Regions from separate parts of the Gasterosteus aculeatus genome. Here region 2 is linked to region 1. The links are chromatin contacts, called in public Hi-C maps. All regions are on one chromosome and are shown on one strand. The core of a region is the stretch at or near the end of the contact, and the rest is flanking DNA. Distances in the headings are between cores, read along the strand shown. Region 1 overlaps pik3r3b (phosphoinositide-3-kinase, regulatory subunit 3b (gamma)). Region 2 holds the start of tspan1 (tetraspanin 1).

Evidence for each region. A called contact is a pair of places that touch in the nucleus more often than the background predicts.
Region 2: a contact with region 1 is called in a Hi-C map of skeletal muscle, with 3 times the contacts expected there. The contact joins the promoter of tspan1 here to the enhancer-like site in region 1. A contact is called at or near these places in 2 of 6 Hi-C or Micro-C datasets (both in skeletal muscle).

The regions. Positions count from the first base shown.
Region 1 is chr8:7,057,107-7,063,206 of fGasAcu3.hap1.1, forward strand. pik3r3b (phosphoinositide-3-kinase, regulatory subunit 3b (gamma)) reads right to left here. Exons shown (of 16, transcript XM_040183752.2): 4 at 3,565-3,636; 5 at 2,920-2,997. Among protein-coding and RNA genes, the nearest start is that of pik3r3b, 47 kb to the right of the region's middle. Within about 2 kb of position 2,370, at least 1 of the 9 cell types and tissues checked has open chromatin away from gene starts, as enhancers often do.
Region 2 is chr8:7,157,428-7,163,527 of fGasAcu3.hap1.1, forward strand. tspan1 (tetraspanin 1) reads left to right here and starts at 3,837. Exons shown (of 8, transcript XM_040185122.2): 1 at 3,837-4,236; 2 at 4,528-4,590. The coding sequence starts at 4,534.

The DNA.
Region 1 (6,100 bases), core at 1,120-3,619:
AGGAGGTCACTTGATGAGGTAATGTTCTCAAAAGCATTCCTAGCCAGTGCGTCTCCCACGCGCATGCGCGTGTCCACAGGCGGACAAACAAAAGACACACACTGATAGAATGATACTGTACGTATGCAGATAACTTCAGCAGGATATGCTAAACATCCAGGTTTATGTGTACAATGCAATAACTCCCTGTTACGTAACATTATTCCGTAACTCTTGCAGCACACACAACAAAGAAGCAGAGCACTGCGGCAGCCCTGATCCTCTCTGCAGAGTGATTGATGTTACATCATGCTCCAATAATGATCCATGAAACACTGATACAGGTCATCCATCACAGTATCTCACGTCATTCTACATGCTCCCAAAAGCTTATTTGCTTTTTGGGGGAAAGAGGGGGGTGGCCTTATTGAAAATGAGAGGATCTTCAGAAACTCAGTCGAATAAATATTCAGATGTTCACAAGCCCCCGTTAGACTTGGAACTCTGTAGTTGAAGGCATTATTAACCCCGCTTACGTGGCTTAAGAGAGCATTACTGAAGTCCACATTCTCATTACTCACATGGAGTAGAATACTAGAATAGGCTTAACCGGGGAAAAAAGATATAGTCCGAAGTGCGCAGATGTAACTGATTGCGTCAATGTAAGATAATGTGGTGCCGGAGACAAATATACTTAAGAAAGAAGTGAAAACCAAGCTGAAACTGCCACAAAATCAGAGGGATAATTGATTCATCTGACATTCTGACAATGAGACAACAGCAAAAGTAGAGATTTCGTATCTCTATTTGCTCCTTCCATTGTCCTCCTTCACACATCGCATCCCCCTCTGCCCACCAGCATACACACCAAACTTTTCACACACGTCAGCACACATTTCCACACAAGCAACTGCTTTTCATATATATTCCATAGGATCTGTCCCCGTCCATCAGCTCAGCTACTGAGCATGAAGTCAGTGTGACTGCGGCTGAATTTCTCTCATGCGGCAACCTCCCCGTCTCAACGTATACGCGGGTTTGCGTGTCAAGCCTGCATGTTAAATTCCTCTGAGTGCCTCCATGTCAGCTCCTTTCAGTCAATTACTTTGAGAATGTGCATTTCTTGGCCCCCGCGCTGACCTCCCACCACTGCCCAAGCAAGCCAGGTGCGTGCGTGTTCGTATGGGCGCGCACTCTGTACCCTAAGTCTATTCTTTATGCTCAATAAACTGTATTGGATTTGCAGAACTGCTGACGGTTTTTCTGGAGAAAATTGGATGTTCACTGAGAAAAATATCAGGAAAATTCAATTATTCTCAATGTGGGTCTCATGATCCTGATCTTGATGAAACATTTAGAAGGGGAAATGTCACTTTCCGTGCAGTGTATGAATTTATGGAACTCATCTGTAACATAATTACAAACTGAAGGCAGAGTTTGTTTCTAACAACATGATATCCAAAAAATGCCTTCAAAGCCAAACTCGATATTAGAGTACCGTAGAAGGGGGGTAACAAAGGTTCTGTATTTTTTCAATGCATTGTTCACGTCCTTATTGTAAAGAAACAGTGAACAGATACAATGAAAGACGATCTTATTGGTCTCTTTCACCATCAATTGAAACAATTGGTGAAAAACCTTCAAATCTTCTCCTAGCTCATGTGATTTACTATAGAAATTCAAAATGAGAATGGAGTGCCTAAAAAAGTTGCATTAAAAAAAGAAATGCTAATTTCGTAATGCAGCTTGATGCAGGAGTTTCCATTATAGTAAGCTGGCCCAATTATATCTTTCAAACTGTTGAAAATCGAAAAATTGCAAACGTGGGACAGAGATTAACCATCAAAGGGTGCTTTAACTAACCAACTAATTATGTTACTACCCTTAGGCTCGTGCACAAGTTGTCCATCTTCCTCTGGTGCAAGCCACACAAGCAGTGTGGGAAACACCCGGGTGGAGCGGCCCCAGTCCGCTTGATTCCCCTTGGTGCTCCATGTAGCGCTTATGATGCATCACCACCAAAAACCGTGGTAATCAGTATGTGTGCTCGTCTTGGTACGACTGCAATAAGACACTACGAACGCAGAAACTTTTGTTCTTTCCCTCGGTCGCAAACAAGTGAGCTGCACTGCGGGTACGAGGGAGACATTATGGATCCTTTAGAGAAACGTTACTTTAAGGTCTCTCTGAGCGGCAAGAGCCAAACAAAGAATCATTACGATAAGTGGTTGTGTACTTTACCAACATTCAAGAGTGAGATTGGAGACAACGGATGACGCAGGGATGGATTAATTGCCTGGACAAAAAATACGCTTTCATATACACTGTAATGCTGTTGTCCCTCCTCCCCTCCCTCCCAACTCTGCTCTCTCATCCACTGAGTGGAGTCTGAAGTCGGATTTTGTGAGCTCCCCGCCTCACTCCCAAAAATAAAGTACGGAGTCAGAGCACTCCCTGGTGGTGCCACACCTGAACTTCAACTCAAACTTGGCAAACTTTATTTTGGGCTGAGCGACTCCGGGTTCTTTCAGCCGCGGCGGACTGAAAACGACCCGGTTGGGTGTCAGCAGGAGTTTATATTGGTCTGAGTACAAAGATGGGGACAGGAGATGAGGCTGAGCTCTTTGCGTTGAGCCACTTGTTGCTCCTTCAGTTACAGCGCAGATATCCACACAACTTGATAAACTCTAAATGCCAAAGCCTTTTGCTGCAGGAGGGCTTTTTGTCAGTAATCTAGTTTATGCACTACATTTAATTTATCCAAAGCGACAAAGTGCTCTCAGTCAGTGTCAGCTTAAGCGCTACTAAATTGAGATAATTTAGGTGAAAGACGAGACAAGAAAGACCAAGGAACAAGAGGGTACTCTTGTTTTCTTTTTAAGATTCTGACGCCGAATAACATGTTCTTCAATGAATCTGCTTATTTCATCAAGTATGTACCCGAGTCCAGGGCCTCACGCAGCTCCAGGGGTCCACCGGAAGAGGGAGGAGCTCCATACAGACACTCGCCGCTCAAACCTTCAGGAGAAAAGGAGGGAGGAAGTCAGCTGGGTGTCTGAAAACGCGTTTTCCTGGTCCTAAATGGTGGGGGGGCGTGAGGGGGAATAACAGTTTTTTCCAAAAGTAAAATGAGAAGAAAGGTGACATACAGACATACGTCCTTAGCCTAGCCTAGCACAAAGACTGGAATTAAGGGGGGGAAACTGCTACCCCGTAGTTCAAACACATACAAACACCTCTAAAGATCACTAATCAACATCTTGTATATTGTCCGTAGTACTGCTACAATATACTGTCCATCGATAAAGAAAAAAGGACAGCTTGCGGCTTATCTGGCAGTGTGCTTTATAGTGAGAGAGGCTGTACTGGAAGTACTGAATATACAACCGCTACTTCAAATGCAAATTGTTTCCAGTCCTGTCCGTGTGCAAGTTATGAAAAAATTGTTCATTAGTAAGTTTTAGAAATATAAATAGGCGGATTACGTGCCCCACGCTTCCAGTCGTTACGCTTTAAAGGGGCAATTGAATGTTCCTTTATTGTAAATGCTTGCTACACATCTGTAGTTTGCTTGTATTTTCTCACCGTGTTTCTCAGCAGCTTCAATGAGTCTCAATACAGCCACAGGAGCCGCTTCAGAAAGCGCTGCCTCCATTCCTGGGAGAGAGAGAGAGATCATGTTTTATTCATTTCCATAAAACAACAACTATGGTTCCCTTTATGATTTTTTCCCCATACAACTAACAATGTTCATTTATTAATGATGTACAATAAAGTACACAATTAACTTTTAATGTTTCAACTTTTTTAAACAACATATTTATGAAAGAATATCGTTATTGTATGTATTGATTTAAAAATAATTAAGAGATCGTTATCTCAAATTGCCCTTGAAATAAATTGGAACCAGAAATCATCCGACAACATTAAAATGAAAAGGAAAGGTGCTTTGCTCTACTGGTTATTACACCTGTGAGACCACGAGCATTTGCTGAGCCATTTCCACACATTCAAACAATTGAATCAGAGTATTTGTGCGACTGTTTCCCCTCCAGGGAGTGTGTACTACTGTCTGAACAACTAGTGAACACACACACACACACACACACACACACACACACACACACACACGGTTCATCTGGAAGACAGTTTCACATGTCAAAGTAATTAATAAAACATTGAGCATTAGAGCTGCATGTGAACTCTGCAGATGGAAACTAAACCGACGGGGGCCCTCCGATGAAATGAAAGATATCGGATTCTGCACTGGCAAAACTGGCCCTGAAAATAATCAGATATCTGCATACATTTCAATATTGGGCAGTTGCTGCAGCCTGCAGCGAATCCACTAGTGGATGTGAAAAAGGTTAAACAACATGTGGAGGCTGATAACAGACTGCAGGCTGCAGCAGCAGCTGTCTTAACAGCCACTATTGGGATCCAATAGTAATCCCAATTAAACAGTTCTTAACAGTGCCAATAATGAAGTAGAGCAGAATGTGTTGAGGGGAATAAATTGATGAATAACACCAGATCCACTTTCATAATCACACTTTCACATAGTTGTATTTCTTAAAGTAAACAATTGTTTTGATTTAAACCACAGAGTATGTATCATTTTACAACTCGCTGGGCACTTTGCACAAATGCAGTCGTGCATTTACATATTGACTTATTGCTAACAACAGTTTTACGACCAAATTGATGTGTTAAATGATTTACATTGACAAACATAAAACCTGTAATTGATGGAACAACTCTAATGGAATGGAACGATTATTAATAGTGCATGTTCTTATTAATCCATGGGGAAGGGGTATGCACAGGCCTGTCTACAACCACTGAAAAAGCACATTCCATCATGTTAACATTCAGAGAGTTAAACAGAAGAAGAGAGAGAACGAGACATTGTCTGCACAGAGATAGATCCTAAGATGGTTTATGCTTGTACAAAACCATATTGACATCAGTGTTTACAAATTATAGAAATATATCTATTGTTGGATGCAATACCAACCCGAAAGCAACATATAGTTGCCGCATATTATAATGTGGCCTTCCATTCTAGTACAGCGTCTCTACAAGTGCTTCGTTGATAACCTGCTCATGTTTGCTACTTCCATCCGTCCTCACTCAAGTCCTGCCGCTATTCCTCCACAAGTCCTTCTCATCTCTGCTTCTTTCATCCATTTAAGAATGACTTTCATCTCTCTCTCCTACTCACCAGCTCTCAGCCTCGCTCCCTCGCTCTTTTGTTGACAGTTGTGTCGTATCACAAAACACACAGTGCCGAGTGACAGTCACGCAGAGTTAAATGAAACTTGTCTTTCGATGCTCACAGGCTGGCTGCCTCGAACGTGCACACAAAAACATGCAAGCAAATAATTGTTTTAATCTTTTGTTGAGGAAACAACAACAAACACATATATGCTGCTTTTACAGGTGTCCCGACCTGTCCGCTGTACCAGTTGTGTTTTCTATTGTGTCACGAGTTTGTATGTGTGTGTCTGTGTGCGTATGTGCATGCATGTGTCTGCGAGCAATAAAAGAGGAAGAGGAAATTCTGGAGATAAAGGTCGTTAAATGTACAGTGCTTCCATTAACGTCACTGTCACAACCCATCACAGAGGCAATATCTCACCCCGAGGAGCGGAGAGGAGAGGGAGAAGGAAAGGAGGGGAGTGGACAGCTGAAAAGACAAAGAGGAGGAAAAGGAGAGGACAGGGCGATGAGAAGGAAAAAAGACAAGGAGCAAAAAATTAAATGAAGAGAAAAGAAGAGAAAAAGATGAAAAGAAGAGGATGGATGACAAAGGTAAGAATGGGAAGCGGGAGACATCAGAGATAAAGGGATGGGAGGGCAAAAGCATGGAGGACAAAACAAGAAAAGAGGAGGACAATGGAGAAGGACAAAACAGAAATGAGGACAACAAGTGAAAAAGACAGAAATACTTAAATGGACATGAAATACGCAGGAAATAAAGGAGAAAAAAAACAGACAAGGATGGGAGACAAAGACAGAAAAACAACATTAGACGAGGACGCAGCTAAAGAGGACAGACACAAAACAAGACAAAGCGAAAGAAGGAAAACAGAAGAGAAAGTGTCAAACATAAAACAGA
Region 2 (6,100 bases), core at 2,587-5,086, 100 kb after region 1:
TGACCCCGCCCGGACCAGATTAGACTCACCATCATTTAGACCTGGCCTGACAGATCTAAATAGCTGTTTAATTCCTCTTACACAGTAATCCAAGAGACATGCCCCCTCTCAATAGGCGTCAATATCTTCCTGTAAGTAGCCTATATTAGAAGAATCCAGGAGAAATAAATGAAAGTTTCGGAACTCTAATCCGTTAGCGCTAACTGCCAACTTATTAGACTTGAATTACGCTTATCATCAGCTCAGACACAATTAGAGTAGCGGAGACAAAATGAGATAAGGACTAAGCTATAGATTGATAACCGAAAAAGAAGAAAAAAAAGAGCCGGAGACCAAGGGAGAGACGGGGAAAGAGCGGGAGATAAAGAGGCAGAGAGGCTGCATACAAATGACCCCTTTTAGCTAATTAGCAGCGCCGCTAAGAGCCCTGGGAGAATTGGCCCCTATATACTGGTGCTGCACAGTGGCCCTATACGTGGCGAGATCAAGCCCACGGCCACAGGGGCTCATAAGCAATGTGTGTCATCGCAGGATACCATCAGTCATAGAACAAAGGAGGCATGCGGGTCAGGGGCAGCGAGACGCCGCTGCACACTGCAGCTCTTCTCCTCTTCGTTTTTTTTTGTTCCTGTCTTTCCCTTAAATTGCCATTAGCCTCCTCTTCATTTCCCCTTTCTTCCTTCTCTCTTCCCGTCTTCCTCGTAGTCGTCCTGGTCCTTTGTGTGTGAGTCAATTTGCCAGCCTTTGGTTTTGATTTATAGGCCTGGGACCTCCTAGGGCCTAATGGATAGCTGTGAATTAATATGCAACGCTTAAGTGTGCGTGCGTGATAAATGATGCAGGAGACACAATAGAGGTCACGGCGGCGCCACCCTCTCGACCGGCGGTTGGTTGCATTGGGGCTCCAGCACGGCCTCCGATTTTCATTCCTCACCCGAAAGAAATGATCAATTTGTAACGTCGACATAATGGACGGCGAACAATAATAAAGTGACTGCTAGACTCTTTTAGATGAAGTCTTTCAATATCATTCGCCATGTGGAAATAATTAGGCAGGTCATGAAGTCGCGAGCAGCGACTGTCATTGTCTGAACAAAAAGGCATTATGGGATGTCAGAGGGACGCGTTAGCAACAAATTCATGAGCTCGTACCCCCCCCTTTGTTGACCAAGGACAACAACCTGGAGACTAGAGACTCATCCTGTCTCGGGGGGTCTGCAGGGGGGAGAGGTCAGGACAGGTGCAAGACTAAATCACCATCATCACCCTCATCATCATCATCATCATCATCTGCCTTTTGTAACACACGTGCTCAATGACCAGAGGCTATTTACAGCAATCCAAAGCCAAGAGGCCTCGTTCTGGTGGTTTATAGTTCACAGGGTCGTGAACTCTGCGGTCTATATCAGAAAATGTCTGACGGAGGGAAGGTCGGCGCCCAGCTGCACGCACACACGTGTCATCCTGGTCAGGTGAAAACATTTCATCTTCACAATGTCAACATTGCACTAACTAAGAAAAACAACCATGTTTTTTTTATCTTCAGCAGAAAGCACACACGTGAGAGACTTTCTACACAGCCCGGATGAAATGTTGTGCCATCAAATTAGTCCTTTCTGCTTGCAGAGAACAGAGGATCCCTCCCAACAAAAAAACTGGAGCTCTCAATTACGCTTTACCCTTAACTTTGTAACTTCCTAACAACTTTTTGTAGTTTGCAATGACGTGCAATCTGACTTCCTGCCATAGCATCACTAAAGGATCACATGTCATTTTTCCGTAACTGAAAATCCTGCTGGTTAAGGACAGAGATGGTCATTAAAAAGTTGTCCTTTAGCAGTGTTTCTGTAACGCCAACACAGAGGCTCTAGAGCTTTTAAAGCTTGTGACCCCTTAATACGATCTCGCGTGATCGGTTGCATGTCTGTTGATTTTTCTCCACTCAGGGGATAAAAATGTTAACAGGAATGTCAATTCATAGGAGACAGGGATTTTTTTTAGGAGGGTAGGAGTCCAGTGGAGTCGCCCGGTTGGTGGCTTAAAGTAGCTGATAAAATATGTCAATGGGAAATAGGGCAGTGGTTCACTCTGACAGGCTCACATAGACTCACACATGATGTGCAGGCTTACATAATGGGTCGGGGTGAATGATGCCCTTTAAAAGTGTAAAGGCTCGTGGCATCCTGTTATATTTATAGGGTAGGCTAAGGGTGCTAACCATGAACTGTAATGCCCTCGTTTCGGGTCCCTGTTGTATTTAATTCCCAATCTCATACCATTATTTCCAGTCCTATCTCTTGGTCAGTGCTGATGAAGGCATGCACATGCCAGTATATTGCTGGGACGATCACTGTCATGACCCTTTTAAGGGATTTTATCAAACCCAGTGTTGAGAAAAGTTTCCAAACAAATGGAGTGCAGTGAAAAATAACGTGGACTTATAAGATGACCTCACTCGACAACAGAAAACCATAGCTGCTAAAACGACCCCTCATTTCCAAGCCGATGAGTCACATTTCTAAGAGCTTTTAATGAGCACTAAAACCATTAGAGCTACTGAGTACTCGAGGATAGTCGATCAACCTTAAAATCAAGTCAAAGGATGAAGCAATGGCCACGTGGGACTTACAAGGTATAGTGGTAATGGAAGCAGCCTCAGCAGCACTAGATGCATAACTGTGGCAGCTGCCCTGGGGGGGCCACTGATAATACTCAATCCAACCGACCTCATTAAGGGACCCCTTGTTTTCTACCGTCCGCATCTCAGCCCAGATCTCCACAGCACCCGTCGCTGCTCTCATCAGAGGCGGTGCGAAAGCACGCCTCCAATCTTTTCCTCTTTGCACGCGCCGCCACGGCCGTCGAGTGTGTGCGTGCGTGCACGTGCGGCAGGAGATTATTAACGGTTTAATGGATAACGAAGCCTGACAGGTGGTGCTCTCGCCGAGATTAAGGACCGGTGGGTTAATGACGCTGGGGGTGAGATTGTCATAACTCACGATAAGGCCATTAAAGTGATATTACTAAGAAAGACTTCAGCCGGTACGGGCTCAACTCCCCAACAAGGTGGCATTGCTTTTTTATATATAGTATAAATGGACTCAAGAAAAAGTCTTAGGCAAAAGCTAAACAAAGGGATACACAGGAAGCCTGCGGTTTACCTAGAAATACTGAAGAAAGAATTTAGAGGTGTCAACGAGTGCAACACCTGTAATCACATAAAGTTGGAGCCTTATTAAATTGCTATAACTGCTGGAGGCGATTGGCTTTGGAATGTGCCCAAAGAGTACCTCTGAGTTCAAAGCATTGGAAGGTGGTGTTGACAGATAAACATAAGCAGCGGGGCAAACGTATTATTCTTTATTTATTTAGTTTCTTTACTTCCTGCCGGACAAAGAGGAGCACATTCGTCCACTCAAGAGAAACACGGTTAAAACTTAAAGACATCAGTGAAGTCTCTCTGCAGTTCACTACCCCCCTCTGGTGGTCAGCAGGGGCCATTGCAGACCCAGGGAAGTGGGGGTGGGGGCGGCAAAGGAACAAAGGAAGAGAGTTGGAACAATAGAGTCGACGGTAGAAGGCAGCAACACATGTAATCTGAACACAGGCGAAGGTCCAAAGTGTGTGCTGTTGCATACAACAATAACGATTGAAAACACTGACTGCAGACTTTTTTGCATTATGACAGCATTATGTATCTGTGGAATTTCTTCTGTGCATGCTGACAGACATAAATGACTCGTATGGGCTCAGAGAAAATCACCATGTTTGACTAAAATCTCTGTTGAGCTCTCCTCTACTATCTCAGGTGACGTTGGCTGATGTTGTTGGCGTTTACTTTTCAGGGTCTGACAGGTCTACGGCTGAGAACTGCACATGTGCAAAACCTGAGGGTGCGATCCTGTCCTGTCCTCTCAGGCTCCTCCCCTCTGCACGTGAACAACGTCCACCTGCTGTCACCTGTATCCTCCGGGGCCGCACCTGGTCCCGCGCTCACTCTGCCCATCGGATTACCGATCGCTGCCACAGGCTGGCAGACTGATCTATCTAGCCACAATCCGCTTTTCACTCACGTCGCCACACCTGGAAACACCTGGAAACACCTTGTCCGCAAGATACAGAAAAATCCTGCTTCTTCTCTTTGTTTTTGTTTTTCACGTGTTATTTTTTATTTAGGTCAATTGGTTTTAATCTGCGCTCCTTTGGATACAAAGAAATATCAGCACACTAAAAAAGGTACAAATTTGGTTTTCTGTTTGGCCATAATGTCTACATGCACCTTCCTTTCTTTTATGGCTGTCCCTCTCTTATAGATTTCTCATTTACAGACAGCTTTACCATTTCCCACAGCTGTGTGTGTCATCATTAAGAATTATTGTCAGCGATGTAATTTTCGATAATTCTGCCCGGAGGAGTGGTGGATGTAATAGGAAAGCGCGAGCGTGATTACTGTGCGTGAGTGAGAGATAGAAGGTGTCCGCTGATGAAAGAGGAAGTGCAATAATTTATCATCTCCGTTTATTACAGATTAAAATGGGCTTCTTCACGTTCTTCAAATTGATGACGGTCTTGTTCAACCTGCTTATCTTTGTGAGTATGTTTCTGCTTTGATTGCTTGCTGGGGTGAGATGAGGAGGGGAGGGAGAAGGGGGGAGGGGGGCGCTCATTGATTATGCTCAATCTTAATGTGAAAACTAACGTGTAAAAAAAAAAGAAGAAGAAAAACAGACAAAACGATTTCTTTCCAAACGTTGCCAAGAAAATAATTTCATGCCGCCCCTTAGTGTAAACAGATGGAACACCAGCACTTTGGATGGCTGAGCCCGAAGGCCCAAATGATGCTCCTTTCTCCTTCACTTTCTCCCCACCGTAGCAATTTTCATCTCTTTAATTTCAAAGGCTCTCCTTTTTCCACCTGCCTCCCTCTGCTTAATGTCGATCACTAATGTGCATTGTGAAATGGAGAGAAACTTTGGCAACGGTGAGCTGAATCCGCCTGCCGAGTCGGGCCCACCTGGCCTCCCACCGTGAAGCTCAAGTCATCACTTCCCCCCATTTGCCATTTCTTCCCAAGTTACCATGCTTGATGAATTTGTATTGGCAGCTCTGAAGAGATTCTCTCCCGCTCTTGAAGGACGAAGCTTTGACGCAAAGTGTGCCGTAGCAATTTTTACACCTCCTCTTCGTCAGCGGAGTCCAAATTTGCATTGAGAGAATCCATCTTTCCAGGAAATAAAGGGCAGCCTTCAAATAAACATTCTACCTCTCAAGTCAACCGGATCACGTTTGCATTGAAGTGAAGCTGCTATCTGGTCAAAATGCAGTTTCCAACCCTTTTTGGATTGAACAATTATCTGGTTGTTTCAAATTTAATTTCAATGTGTTTCCTTCACACTCTTCCTGAGCGTGAGTTTCATTCGGAGAAAATAAAGAAGAGAGCAGAACACACCAAAGAAGAAGTGTGAAAGCCAGAGGAGGAAGATGCAGCAGAGTGCAGCAGGTTAGTAGAGCGATGCAGTCCGACCTTTGACTCCACAGGGGAGGACAAGCAGTGCTCTGTTATCGCACCGAATGGGCCACCACAACTGCAATATAATTGGCAGCAACCAAGACGGAGTTACTCAAAGTGAACGTTGAAACAATGAATAATAAAGCAGAAAAACCAGAGTGGAAGGATGAAGATCTGGGGGGAGGAGGAAGCTGTGCTCTTTTGAAACGTTATTATCAAAACCCGAGGACCAGTACTCTGATTCTCATTTCCATTTCTGCATCATCCTCCCAAACAAACAGACAGTAACAGTGACAAGCAAGTTTGTGATTTCAGCACCAAGTGTACATCTCCTCTCGGCCCATCCCAGCGCGTCCCGTGCATGTTCTGCTGTACAGAACTACGGTCGAGTGTAGGGAACTTAATCGGATTGTCTGCTCCCCGTAATGAGACTCATGAAAATGGGATTGTAAACGTTTTTTCTCAATCCGTCCTTCTCAAAGAGAACCAATTCCATTTCATTCGGGGTGGGCCGTGCCCGTTCTCTCTCTCCATTCACATCCCCCTGGAGGCCATTCCCTCTCCTCTGACCCTAATAGGTTTTATTTCCCG